Regions from separate parts of the Arachis hypogaea genome. Here region 1 is linked to region 2. Evidence: chromatin contacts called from public Hi-C data. All regions are on one chromosome and are shown on one strand. Each heading gives the region's core, a stretch centred on a gene start, on an enhancer-like site or on the middle of the called end of the contact. The rest is flanking DNA. Distances are from core to core; before and after follow the strand shown. Region 1 has its middle 39 kb from the start of LOC112704357. Region 2 holds the start of LOC112704124 (protein EPIDERMAL PATTERNING FACTOR 2-like).

Region 1 (7,125 bases), core at 2,842-5,341, 120 kb before region 2:
TACAATACTTGGCACTACCACCACCAATTCAACAATTTCATGAAGGATTCAACTGGGAGCAATTGTAAGGAGACATACACCAAATGAGAGGAGATATACACCACCTGAGAGAGGATGTCAACCAACTCAAGGAACAACAACAACAATGGGACCAAATGAATGAGAAGATACAACAACTCCAAGGAAGTATGGAACACCTGAAGGATCAGCAAGCAGTTCAACTGGGGTGAAATGCAAGGCAACCTCAGAATAATCATGGAACAACGATAAAACCAACTAGTGAACCTTGCTGAGTTTAGGCACCTTTATGAAGCCAGAACCATAGCAAGAGGACAATATGATGGCTATGCATAAACAAAATTGAGCTATCTGTGTAATGCAGTAGCCAACATGAACCCCAACTACCTAACATATATGCAAAAGATAGAGGAACTCAGTGCAAGGCAAGAAGAAATTGCATACCAGCATAAAGAAATTGTAAAGGCTTACATGAGAAGGCTGGGATTTTGGAAGTCCAAGGACACAAAGGCACAAGAAGGATGATGATGACTCCTCCTCCTCTAAGAAGAAAGACAAAAGAAAAGGGCCACTGAACTGAAGCTACTCAAGGTTGTTAAGTCTCATGGTTGACACTTTTGAAATTCTGAATTTCTGCTTAATTTTTTTATGTTTAATTTCTGTTTAGTGATAGTTGCAATATTAGGATAGTTTATGTTTAATGTTTAATTTCCTCATGTTCTAAAGTCTTTTATGAGTCCTTGAAGCTTACAAGAAAGAAAATGAAATGTTGTTAAAAGTCTCATGATCATCAATAAAAGAATAGTTTGTTCCCATAAGAGTCTATGGTGAGTTATGCAAAAACAAGAGTAAAAGAGACTAAGACCAAGTGAGAACATTCAAAATTAAGAGATAAGGAACTAAGTATAGGACCTTGGATGAACTTGAAAGAGAATAAGTCATGATAAGCAACTAGACTTGGAGGGTATGACAAGTAGAGGCTAAGGATGTCCCTTAAATATCCATAGAACCAAGAAGTAGTAAGCAACAAAGACCCAAGGCTCTGAGCATCAACTACTAGGATGGAAGGAAACACTAAATAGCTCAAAAGAGTTAGAAATCCTAATAGATTCTTGTGGTGAAGATGTGTCAAGAAAAGAGGGGTATTTGATTTTGAATGTTGGTTAGGAGTTTGGGATTACCGAGTTGGTTTAGTCCATGAAGAAGGTCTGGACCCGATTAATCAGGTTTAGAGACTGTTCCGGCGAGGGACCCAATTAACGAATATTAAAACAAAAATTGAGGATATAGACCCTAAAATAGCATAACAACAATACGAATAAAAATCTATTTATTACTTATTACGCATGCGAATATATTTTTCTTCGTTATCCTATGAGATCTCCGCAAATTCAAAAGTAATAACTTTTTGTTTAAATAAAAAACCATATAATACGATAACAAGAGAGTATTAATAGTAAGGTTCTGAAAATCGGTTCGAATCGGCTGGTCGAACTGGTTGAATTGTGAACCGATGAGAAAAGTGATTTGGTTGAAAGGTATAACCGCCTGTTTCAAAAATCAAAATTAAGCCGTTGAACCGAACGAAAACCGATTAGTCAGACCGAACCGAGATCTGGCCGATTTTCACATTTCATCCCAAAATGGCACCATTTTTAGTTTTAAATTAAAAAAATTAGAAAAAATAAAAGAACCCCACTATCACTCACCTTCATTCTGCTTTTCTCTGAAAGAAAAACCCTAGCCTCCATCACTACTCTCTTCTTCAAGCTATGTCACCGCCACCGTCCTACCACCTCCGCCAAATCTGGTACAATCGTCACCCCACTGCTTTAGCATTGTTGTAGCTTGTCTCTATCGCCGCGTCACATCGAGCACCTTCTCATTCTCCTTCCTCTCATCAAGCTCGTCTCACACTCAGCCACTCTCATTCTCCTTCCTCTCATCGAGCTCCTCCTTCACTCCCTCACTTCTGTCCAGCCACTGTTGCAACTTCCTTTCCCTCCATCGCGCAATCACCGTTGTAAATTCCTTCTCCTCCACCGGCGCCAACTCTGTTCCACCGTGCTCCTGTCCTTTTAGCCGCGTCAGCCCTTCGGTCGTGCTCCCTGTCCCTCTAGCTCAATCTACTCTATTCTAGCTTCTAGGTATTAATTTTTTTGTAATTATAATTGACTAATTGTTGTTAGTTAATTTGTAAATTGTGATATTTTATTACTGTGATTTAGGAATTAAGATACTTTTAAATAATTGTTATTACTTAATCTGTAAACTTTGTTGTCATTACTTGTTACTGGGTTGCATAATTTTTAATAATTTTGACTGTTAAGATTACTGGTTGGAGTGGGTTGTTATAGATTGCTGTGATATTGTAATTGAATTGTATTGTTTGCTCAGACTACTCCAAATGAAGACAATGGCTTCAATTAATTTTAATTTTTTTTCTCTTCTTTTTCATTCTTTGCTCAAAACATTTATTTTTGTTTGAGATTCTACTAGTAGTACTCATATTGAAATTTGAATAATTGAATGGTTAGCTTTGCTCCTCTGCTGTATTGTACATTTGTTATTCTATTTTCTTGTTTTGGATTGAATCATTGAAGGATTAGTTGATTTAGTTTACTGATTAACTGTTGTGTTACTGTTTTATATTTTGTGATTTTTATTTATAGTGATGTGCTACTATTTTGTGTTTTATGGCTCAATTATACTTAAATTGTGACTGAGTTAATGACTTAATTATATTTTAGATTTAAATTATTGAATGATTAATTAATTATTAATTTGCTATGACTACTCTATTGTAATGCTGTTGTATTTTGTGATTTTTATACAATAATAATGTGTTTAGATCGTATGATTATTGATTAATTGTACTTTCGTGTTTTGTGATTTTTATAATGATGTAATGTTTTATATTTTGTGATTCAATTATACTATCTATAATTATGAGATAAGGTATTTATTTATTATTTATTATTTAATATTTAATTATAAAATAATTTTTTTGATTACATTACCATTAAATTAGTTAAATTAATAAATTAATAATTAAAATAGTTTGACGAATGGTCTAGCTTTTAGAACCTCAATTAATAGCGATGAGTATAGTTGTAAAAACTGGACCGGACCGGTCAGTTTGACCAAAAAACCAGTGAATCGGATCTTATACCGATTCGCTTTAATATATTGACCGCTTAAGAAAATGAACCGGTCAAAACCAGTACGAATCGATCAAATCGGTCAAAACTGACACGGTTCAAAATTGAACCGGTCCGGTCAACAACGCGGTCAATGGTCAACCTGCGTGACGTTGTGACGTTATGCTGATTAGAAAAAATGTATTGCAAGCAATGGAAGTCGAACTTTGCTCTTTTGAAATTAAGACAAAATTAACAACCACGGCACTAATCCGTTTCTTTAACTTTTTGAATGCTTTTTAAAATATATATACCACACACACACATATATATACATAGAAATACTTAATTCATTTTTTAACTGAAGTACAAATTAATTAATTTTAAAATAAAAAATGATAATGAATAAAAAAATAAAATAAAAATTACTTATTCTAAAAAAAATAAATTTATATAATTATTTAATTATATACAAATATTTAGACCTTAAAATTATTCTTTGGATATAATTCATAAATTGTTATTCTTATTGTATCTTATATTAAGATACTATATAGTAGTATGAACTAATTATATGTCTATCTTTGTATTAGTTATTTATAGAATTTGACTTAACTGTTTTTAAAATATTAATAAAAATATGTATTTCAAATTTTAATTTTAAATTTTTGATTATTTTATATTTTTTATTTGTGTGAGAGCGATTTTACCGGTTGAATCAATAACTTATGAGTTGAATTAGTAAACTAGTAAACTAATAATGTGATCTGTTCGATTACTAATTCGGTTTTGAATGATGACGATGAGTGATAGCAGGCCGCTGCAAAATGCAGATGTCTGTGGCGCGTGAAAAGCAGGGAGAGGGGAGAGGGGAGAGTGCGTAACTGAAGCGGGGCCAAAGAGATAGGTTAGGCGGAGTTGTCAAGAAGGTGGGTTTTTCCGTATGGACCGTACGCCCGTACAAAAGGACAGGCCACCGACCCACTTGCTTTCTTTAATGATTCACACCAAAGACACCATCAACGCTTTCTGACAAGGATTACCACCAAATTCTTCCTTGGCCCCACTAATAATTTAACTTTTTTTTTGTTTACGTTCAAAACCTTGAATCATTTACTATTCCTTTTATTGGTAGACTACTAGTAGTAGAAGTAGGTTAGTAGTTCTCAATTTCTCATCAGATATGAAAGACAATTATTTTCTTCCTTGCTTTTTCCTTTTTTTAAATATTTTTATCTTTTTACAGGTTTTTATTATTTGTGATATATATTGAAAAGTGAAACTGTATAATTTTTCATTCATTTAGTAATTTGAAGAAAATTTTCTAATCATTTTAGTAATAATAAAAGCTTTGATAGTAATATTTCTGGTAGTAAAAACTAGATAATATCCACCATTAAATCAAAGAAAAAATGTTCGGCTTTCATTTAATTAGTCATTTTTTATATTATTAAAATAAATACTCAAGACAATTTTTATTTATTCATTTTTTGAGAATTGAGACACACCCTTTTTTTAGCCAGACAACCATGGGATCTTTCATGAAAATGGAAAGAGGTGGGTTATGTATTTACTCTAGATATTGAATAAATAAAGCTGAATATGACACAAAAAAATTAAATTAAAAAGATTATTGATTTATTCTTTATCTTTTGTTAAATGCATCGTGATTAAAACTGGCATTCTCATTTTTGCTAAACTGATTTTCAAGAAATAATTATGAGCACACTATCATGACGACAAGGTTGCAATTAAGATCAAGTTCCAACTCATCTGAGCAACATATTTTGATGGCAAACATGACCTACATGCTTTGGACTGGGCTTGGCCTATTAAATAAGCCCATCAATTTAAAACCAAAAAATTTGGTTTTGGTCGCCTACTTATTTTAGTATTCACAACCATCCGTTCCCTGTGTCTCATGCATGTCCATTGCCATTGCTACCACAACCACAATCAAGGAATCCTAATTAAGAGGATGGTCCCTATGTAGGACCATATGTATTATGGGGTTCTTAATTGTTTTCTTCAATGGCACGGATGAGTAGGTTTTCATCTTTCAAATTCCACCATGGAATAATTGGCATTAATTCATAAGGGAAAATAAAGAAAGATGGGATTTCACTACCGTTTCAATAAGGGACAAATTAACATAGTGATTGAATGTGGGATATTTCTTCGAAGATTATGTGAACCAATTTATGGACAATGCAAAGCAACACTCACTAGTTCGGTTAAGTAAGTGTTGAGATTTCGGATTTCATTTTGTGTATTGGTGCATGAAACTGGCTTCGCATAATTCGTACAGATAAACTGGCAAGTATACCGGGTCGTATAAATAATACCTGAGGTGAGTCAGGGTCGATCTCACGGAGATTGTTAGTTTGAACAAGTAGTGGATATCTTGTAGATCTTAGTTAGGTGGATAGAAATTATAGTCTGTCACAAAAAACATATAAAACAGATAAATAGAATATTACTAGGTAGATAGGAATTCAATGGTGATAAAATGGTTGAGACTTCAGAGATGCTTTGTCTTTCCGAATTAACTTTTCTTACTGTCTTCTTCAATAACCTTCTGATTCATTCAATAACACTCATAAGTAATTAACTCATGTCCTCTCATCAAGTTAACCTCTTTCACTGCAGCAATCCACCACGTTGAGATAACTCATGTCCTCTTATCAAGCCACCTTTAGGTTTCTCACTGTAGCAGAAGATGAAGCTCTAAGCAATCCACTCCCCTTCACGATCCTACTCAAGGTGCCACAGACAAGGCAGATCTTTCGGATCAGAAAGTGCTGCTTCTCTTACCCTAGCCTTAACGCCACAGAGACCTCACACACCCATAGTCAACGGGATTATATGTCACATATCCAATATTGCTCAGATACTCTATTGGAATCCGCAATGTAATCTCTAGCTTTAGTTCAACACAATCCGAGTCAGGAATCGCACGGAACCCATGTAGAACAAGGGTGATTGTCACGGGTCACCCTCAATTCATAAGATGAAGAACGAGGTTGCATAAGAGAATAGAATCAGACATATTGAATGAAAACAGTAATATTATTGATCCATGAAACTCAGTAGAGCTCCTAATCTTAACCTTAGGAGGTCAGTGACTCATGTTATACAAAAAAAAAATATGAAAGGTTCGAATGGGGGAGAAGAAGATTCCGAACAAGGGTGATCTGCTCTTATAAATACTAAAATGCTAACTAAGAATTACAGAAATCAGATAAATTAGTCTTGTAGTGCAAAAATCCACGTTCCGAGCCCACTTGGTGAGTGTTTGGGTTGAGCCAAGGGTGTCTCCACGTGTTAGTACCCCTTAAAAGCATTGAACGCTGGCTAGGGACTCCCTTTTGGGCGTTGGACGCCAACTGCTCCCCTGTGGGTGCTAGACGCCAGGAATGGGGCTGGTGGCAGGCGTTGAATGCCAGTTTTGGGCCTTCATTTCCAAAGCAAAGTATGGACTATATATTTCGGAAAATTCTTGGACGTCAGCTTTCCAAAGCCATTAAGAGCATGCTATTTGGACTTCTGTAGCTCCAGAAAAGCTCCTTCGAGGGCATGGAGGTCAGATCTTGACAGCATCTGCAGTCCTTTCTCGGTCTCTGAATCAAACTTTTGCTCAAGCTCCTCAATTTTAGCCAGAAATACCTGAAATCACCATAAAAAACACAAACTCAAAGTAGAATCCAGAAATGTGAATTTTGCAATAAAACCTATGAAAACATAATAAAACTTTAACAAAACATAATGGAAACTATATGAAATTGATGCCAAAAAGTGTATAAAATATCCGCTCATCAGAACACCAAACTTAAACTGTTGCTTGTCCCCAAGCAACCAAAAACAAAGTAGGATAAAAAGAAATAGAAGGATGCAATAAATTTAAGTGTTCTCAATGAAGCTCAGTTTCAATTAGATGAGCGAGACTAGTAGCTTTTTTCTTCTGAAT
Region 2 (7,723 bases), core at 4,333-6,832:
ATTTTGACTTGAGAGGCGAATGTCTTTGCAGGTACCACCCCCACCACTCCAATCAGATGATCCGACAACTACTTCGACTCACAAATCCTCAATCTATCTTACAACTCGTACCAAAAACATCTAATACATTATACATACCATTTTTTGTTAAAAAGCAACATGCCTAATTAAAAAAATTTCTTTTACATATTTTATGGTTTTTCGTTTAAACTATGGAATATAAATACAATTCTGCTATAACAAAAATTTGATTACAAAATTTTTAATAGTAAAAGTTTATTTTATTTTTGCTTTTTAACCAAATTTAACTGAATTATGTCGTTAATTAGGCAACCTTGATAATAAATGGAGTGTGTGGTGGGTGCTTGTGTATTTTTCTTATTATTCTATTATTATATCTCAAAGGTGATTAATATAGATTTTTTTTAAATAAATTAAATCAATTCTTTGTTTTTCAAAACATACAAAAAATAAAATCTTCATATACATATATTCTTTTTTTTTTTTTTTGCTGCAACGCAAATTGTCCAAGGCCTAGACAATCTGCATGTGGGCATGAAAAAAGAGATAATCTTTCACTTACTTTTATACAATATTTACCTTTACTCTTTCTTTAAAGAATATCGATTTTTTGTAATAAATTTGGCATTATTGTGTTGAGTTCTTGTTTTTGAAAAAAAAATCTTGTAATCATAATAACATCACCTAAACTAAAATTATACTAACTAAAGTAGAGTTTAAAATATCCTAAATACGAACTTAAATTTTAATACATTTAAATCCTTAAATTATATTATACCACACTAATTAAAATAACTAGTATATGAGTATATTATCGTAATGTAATATTGTATTATTTAGGATATTTTAAATTTTACTTTAATTAGTACAACTTTAATTTAGGTGATATTATTATGAATACAAAATTAAATTATAATAAATAAAAATATTAAATTATGCTAAAATATTTAAATATGACATAAAAAAGGAATAAAAGTAAACATGGTATAAAAAAATAAAAAATTATCTTTTATCATGTTCACATGCAGATTAGTTAAGGCTATGCGATCTGTATTCGGTTTAATTACTCTGTTGATTCTTATAGTTTTAGAAAATTTTTAATTAGGTTTTTATACTTTTTTTTATTGGGTCTCTGCACTAAATTTTTTTTCAATTAGGTCTTTCTTGGTAATAATTAGCATTATTGTATAGAGACTCAACTAAAAAAAAATTGGTACAAGAACTCAAATAAACAAAGAATGTGGGGACTCAATTAAAAAAAAATTAGTGCAAAGACTCAATTAAAAAAAATGTATAAAGACTTAATTAAAAATTTTACAGAAATATAAAAACCAACAAAATAATTAATCTTCTGTATTCAAGTCCAAAACAAATTTATGTAAAGATTTCTTTTGATAAATAATTTTTTGGGTATAGTTTCAAAAACATTCTATTAATATATTAGAGGTTTTTTTTTTTTTTTGGTCATACAACTCTCAGACACATTTACACTCAACGCAAGGGTTTAGCTACAGTACAGCACTTTGAGATATGATGATGGACCAATAAGCTAAAGCCTCAGCTGCATATGTTAGAGGTTTTCTTTTAATTTATATTCTTGGTACTACAAGGACTCGAGGAGATTCGAACCCGAGTGTGGGGAAATCTAACCACAACTGTGGTACCCACTAAGCTATTCTTAGCTGTGGCTTCTTTTGATGTTTTTATCATTTTAAGTTTGGGTTTGTGCTCTTATTTGGGTCTTCCTCCGATTTTGGAATCAATAACTTACTGGGGAAAAAAGCGCAACGTTTATCATAAGTGGCCTCTCTAACATGTGTTTTCTTTTTTGACCAAAAACCTATAAAACATGTGTTTTCTTTTTTCTTTCAGGCTCTCAAATATATGCTCCGTTTAGTTTTGTACTCCTATCTGGATCATGAAAAAAAAAATAAACGACTGTTTGGATCATTACTTTCTTAGGTCCCAAAATTAACGTCCAATAGTTTCATGTTTTTTGTGATCTTTTCGGGTTAATATCTGAGTCAACTATTATTCCAAAAGAGATATTTTTCGATCTAAAGAATATATTAGAACGAGTTTCACGCGATTCTTTAGTCAAATTTGAACAACAATTTTGGTCTAAAATTGGAATGTAGCCTTTGTTTACGGAGTTAATAGTCAAAATCGTTTTTAAAAGATATCCCGATCTCCATTTTCGTTCTCGAAATATAAATTTAACCAAAATCATCCTCGAAAGATTTAAAATTAATCACGTTAGTCCCTTCGTCTATTCTGTCACTAACAACGTTAACTTTGTTGACGTGGCATGTTAGTTTTTTTTTGTTTTTTTATCATAGGTTATTAAGCTCAAAAAACAAAAATAGAACCCTAACTACCCAGAACTCGACCCACCCGTACCCACCCCAAAAATCCCTCCTTAACCATCTGAGTAGCTTCAAGTCTCTATTCCCTTCCCGCTGCAACACAACCTCCGCCACCTATCAAGCGTCTTAGAGCCCCTGCTCCACAGCTGCTGTCTTTTTCTACTATCGGTTTGGATTAAGTCTTTCACATTTGGAGAGAGATCTGACTTACTTTGGAGTTTGGATTTTGGAGGTCGTCTCTGTGAAAACGGTATTTCTTCTCTCTGTCGCTTTTGTTAGGGTTATTTAACAAATATTCTTGGTGCTTAAACTTATATCACTCCTTCACCACACTGGTATGTTTTATCATTGTAGCTCCTTTTTATTACTACTATTTTATATCATCTCGTGTGAAATTTTTATTTTCTGAAACTGTTGTGTCCAAAGATTTTGCCTTTTTTGGGGAATATCAGGTGTGGTGGTGTGATCATTCATGGTACACCGATCATGCGCTTTTGTTTTTGTGTTTTTTATTCTAGTAATTTTTTTGTTTATCTTTGGGTTGCATTTTTGCATGCTTGGTTTTGTTCATAGAACGAGGTCTTATCTTTGCTTAAACATTTAAAATTAAACATTTTCTCTTGGTTAATTATTTTGCATGTTTGAGAATGTGATGATGCTATGTTGATTCCTTTGTTTATTTTGACATGCACCGAATTGGATTGGGGGTGAAAAGCGAGCACTATACCATTGATGCGGCGGCGGTGGCAGCAGCTGTGGAGCAGAGACTCTAAGACGCTTGATAGATGACGGAGGTTGAAATTCAGGCAAGGCGTGGTATCTCTGTAATATCTGGCAACGACGGTGGTGGTTACTGGAGACGGTGCGTAGCATGAAAAAACTTGAAGAACCACCATTGCGGGGGTTGTGTTGCAGCGGGACGGAAATGGAGGCTCGAAGCTACTCAAAATCTCAGATGGGTTGAGGAGGGATTTTCGGGGCGGGTACGGGTGGGTCGGATTCTGGGTAATTAGTGTTTTGTTTCTGTTTTTTGGATGACCAAAAAGACAAAAAAAAAAAAACTAACGTGCCACATCAACAAAGTTAACGTTATTTGTGACAGAATAAACGGAAGAACTAACGTGATTAATTTTAAATTTATCTTTCAGGAATAAAAATGGAGATCGCAATTTTGACTATTAACTCTTTGTTTACGGTTAAGAAAAGCTGAAAAAATTTTGAAGGTCATAATAAGCCCAACCAGAATAATTGGACGCATTCTAGCCTATTTGTTCATATTACAAACTTTTATATGGCCCATTTTAATGAGCTACTCACAAATTTCAGAAAATGCTGATGGGCCTGAATTACATTGACGTCCTAATTAGTGGTGACTAGGTTACTGTGTATGAGTGGTTTCTACGACAAAAAAAAAAAAGTGATATCTTTATTGGTGTTTTGAATTTTGATATCTCACCTCTATTTATTTTTTCTTCAATTACAAATTCAGAAGGATGTACCATGGAGTACTGGAGGTCTCAATGATGCTAACGAATTCACTATTAATCAAGAAAATAAATTGAACAAGCCTAATATATAGCCAAAGCTTCATCCTACTATACAAACTCTCCTCAAAATTTGTCCTAGCTACTCACTCTTCTATTCTTCCTCGTGCACATTACCCACCTCCCTAACCTATTTAATCAGCCCAAAATGGTGAAATTTCAAAACCCAGATCCTCTACTTGAAAATGACAACAATAACCCTAGACTTAATTTAAAATGAGGGAAAAAAAATTGCTAGAGCGCTTAGAATTTTCGCCAAAAAGTAAGTGATAGAATTAATAATATTTGAACGAGTTAGTTAATTGTATTACTAATCTATATCTAATCGGCACGAAACAGTCTGACAATATTATTCTAACTCCCAACATTTTAAAATATTCGTCACATTTAAAATTTGTTATATTCATAACTTTGTGTATCTAGATACATTAAATTATGAATATACTAGATTAAATTATGAATATACTAAAATGACCAGATCCTATAGAATGGAGGGAGTGACTAATATGAACAATCAATTTGAAGGTACATGGTAGTATTTCCCTTTACAAATGCATCTATAAACTATAGGGCAGGACTCTGCAATTGAGCACTTGAAACTAACCATAACCCTCTTGCAAGGAAAACATGGTCCACATGCATGGGAACAATCTGGTATGGAGGATCCAGTTGAACTCTGTTCCAATACAACATCTTCCTTTGCTTCTTCCTACATAAGTCACATACAGGTTGTTTGGTAAATTATACAGAACCCATTAAATAATCCCATCCAATCCCATATGTCTTGAAAGCAGACAAGTGAGTTAACATAACATTATGCGCTTCATTTATTTTATTTTATTTTAAATTTGGTAATAGATTATTATAATAACAAACAAAAAGGAATACAGAGAGTAATAAAACTATTGAATTGAACCTTTTTATTTCTAATTGCTGCTACCTCCTCTTGCAAGTTATTCAACTTAACTGCAAAACAAGAGAAAAAGTTACCTGTTAAGAAATTAAAAATAAATTGTAGCACTAAGACCCTTTTAATAAGAACATTGTGACAACCATAAAAGGTTATTAGTTTTGTAATTCTTAAATAATATGATCCTTGAAATGATAATTCGAAGTTGGAATTTCAATTTTAAACTATATTTAAATTTTGAAATATGTTCAACTTGCTTGAAAAATATTCATGATTTTACTATCTTATGATTTATAGATGGAATGGACTATGTTATCTCTGACTATCTAATTTTTTTCTCTTTTATATATATTAATTTTACATAAATAATATACGGTAAAAAATCACAATTAACTTTGTCAACTGGGGGGGGGGGGGGGGGGGGGAAATGATAGTAAATTGGTAATTAGGAAAGGAGCATTTGACTTACCATTATTTGGAATCACCCTACGGCTCCAACCAATGGAAACCAACATGAAGAAGATCACAAATAGGAAAAACTTGTGGGTTCCAAGTGACAAAGTGCTCATAATGTCACCAACTACTAATACTCTCCCAACTTAACAATGACTTGGAAATTTTTTTATTCTTTTATTTTTCAATTTTTCATTACTAGAGGATATGGAGTCTAGTGAGAAAGTGAGAAGCAAAAAGCATAGGATAGGGTGTACTTTTGAGATGGAATTGATTTGTTGATGAGTTAATAGGATTTGTGTTACACATATACATATATATAGAGAGAAATAATGATGAAGATGCAAAGAGATCCTATTAAATGAGCAATGTGGTACATCTGCTCCATTTCACATGATACACGGCCTACTTTAATTAAAGGTTTCACAGGTTTTTGTTGAGTCCTCCAATTTTGTTTTCCCTTGTGTTTTGTTTTTTTTTTTAATTCTTTTAATAAATGAACATTTGTTTGTTACTAACTATTAGAATTTTACTAATAACTATCCTGACAATATTTGTTAAGGTCACTAAGAAAAGCAAGGATCTAATACGTTAAATTTTAAAATTTTAAATATTTATTTTTTTGTAGCAAATTACTACTTTATTAACCTTAACTTACTAACCTTAACAAGCAGGTTAATAGAGTGATTGGTGAGTTAAAAAATTTGAATATAGATTTAAATTAGAGAATTCTATCAAAATAGGTCTTCAAAGTATATTTGGCTAATTTTAGTGTATAAATAATATTTTTGTAGTGTACATATATAGACCACACCTTCACAACCTTATTTCCTCTTGAAAAGGATTTCGGATATTGTGAAGAAAATCTGTTACACATATTGTCTCTCTGAGCTTTTCACATGTTGAGCAAAGTAATATTTTTGGTTTTTTGTTTTTTGTTTTTTGTTTTTTTTTTTGTTTTTTTATATTTCAGAAGCTTGTGAAAAGCGTTATACATTTTCTCCTGCATACCATAGCTGCTTTCGAACTTTACAAAAAGCAGACCAAGTTATATACTTACACATCACTGCAATTATGTATTATGGTGAATTACATCAATTAAAAAATTATTTAAAAATTAATTGCTTTGATTGGTGATCAGCCTGTATTTTATAGAATAAAATAATAAAATAAAAAGCAATCATAAATATCAAACCAAAAAGTCATGTTTTTTGTAATTGAATTTAATTGCATGCTACAATGTGAGTGGACTAAATCCTTACAATAATTTTAATGATTTATGTTTTTTTTATTATTTTAATTTTTTAAATTCAAAATTCAGTATATTAATCCCCAAGATCCAGTTTTAGAGTTTGAACACTATAATAACTCTTAGATCTTTTCTAATACTGATCAAGTGAAAAAAATACTGTGTTATATTTGACTTGTCACTCTAAATACAGGACTAACGACATCGTTTTGTTTTATCATTAAAAAAAAGACAAAAAACGAGAAGACGAAAAAGAGTTTATATAATGTGCAAATCATTTTATCTTCTTTTATTTTTTAACCTTTTATCTAGTATGATAAGTCAGAACTAATTCAACATTTTGTCTGTTGACTCAACTTCAGAAAAAATTTGGAGACCAATATGGTATTTGAAGTTAGATTTCGATATCAGTATAGTGAATTTTAGATTTAGAAAACTAAAATAGTAAAAATCGTGAATTTAAAATATCACCTTCGAAATTTAGTTACGTGAGTGAAAATATTTTTGTACATATTTTTATACGTAATTAATAATACCATGCTATTTGAAATTATTCTTGCAATGAATTTTTTTTTTCCGATCATCATAAAAAGAATAATCAAGCTGAAGGGTAATTTAAAAAAATTACATTAGAAAATGACAATTTAAATTCAAGAGTGATAGCATGACTCCTGTATTAAAAGAAGAGCATTTAGTCAAAAAAAAAAGCATTTATGAATTTTGAATAATAAATTCCACACTTTTTGAGGGAGAACAGATTGGGGACTCAGCAGGCATCACTAGTAGGGCTCACCTATCAGAGGAAAGGGAGCAGAAAATGTTGGTTTGAATGATGGCATTAATTGAGACACACTTTTGATTGTTTGAAAAGTGAAAACAAATGAAGATGGTAAATTAAATTAAAATAAAACAGAATGATGAAACTACACATAACCTGAATGTTCAGGCCAAATATAAGCTAGATTTTTTTAAAATATTTTGGGTTCAAGTAATATTTCAAAAATCGAACTGATTATCGAATTTATGGAGTAAGAAATCGAACTAATTTATATACTTATATATAAATATATTTTTTTAAAATATTTTTTATATTTTATAATTTAAAATTAATTAACTACTAAAAAATACTAGTTCAATTAATTTATTATTTTTTTATTTGTTTTTCTGGTTTTTTATTAAC

What was found. Hi-C and Micro-C count contacts between places; a contact is called where the count stands out from the background.
Region 1: a contact with region 2 is called in a Hi-C map of an unstated tissue, with 4 times the contacts expected there. The contact joins the enhancer-like site here to the promoter of LOC112704124 in region 2. A contact is called at or near these places in 2 of 8 Hi-C or Micro-C datasets (leaf and an unstated tissue).

What each region holds. Positions count from the first base shown.
Region 1 is chr7:70,064,142-70,071,266 of arahy.Tifrunner.gnm2.J5K5, reverse strand. No RefSeq gene overlaps it. Among protein-coding and RNA genes, the nearest start is that of LOC112704357, 39 kb to the right of the region's middle. Within about 2 kb of position 4,091, at least 2 of the 3 cell types and tissues checked have open chromatin away from gene starts, as enhancers often do.
Region 2 is chr7:69,946,102-69,953,824 of arahy.Tifrunner.gnm2.J5K5, reverse strand. It overlaps LOC112704124 (protein EPIDERMAL PATTERNING FACTOR 2-like), which reads right to left and starts at 5,582. Exons shown (of 3, transcript XM_025755668.3): 1 at 5,311-5,582; 2 at 4,848-4,897; 3 at 4,214-4,640. The coding sequence starts at 5,410. The coding sequence ends at 4,446.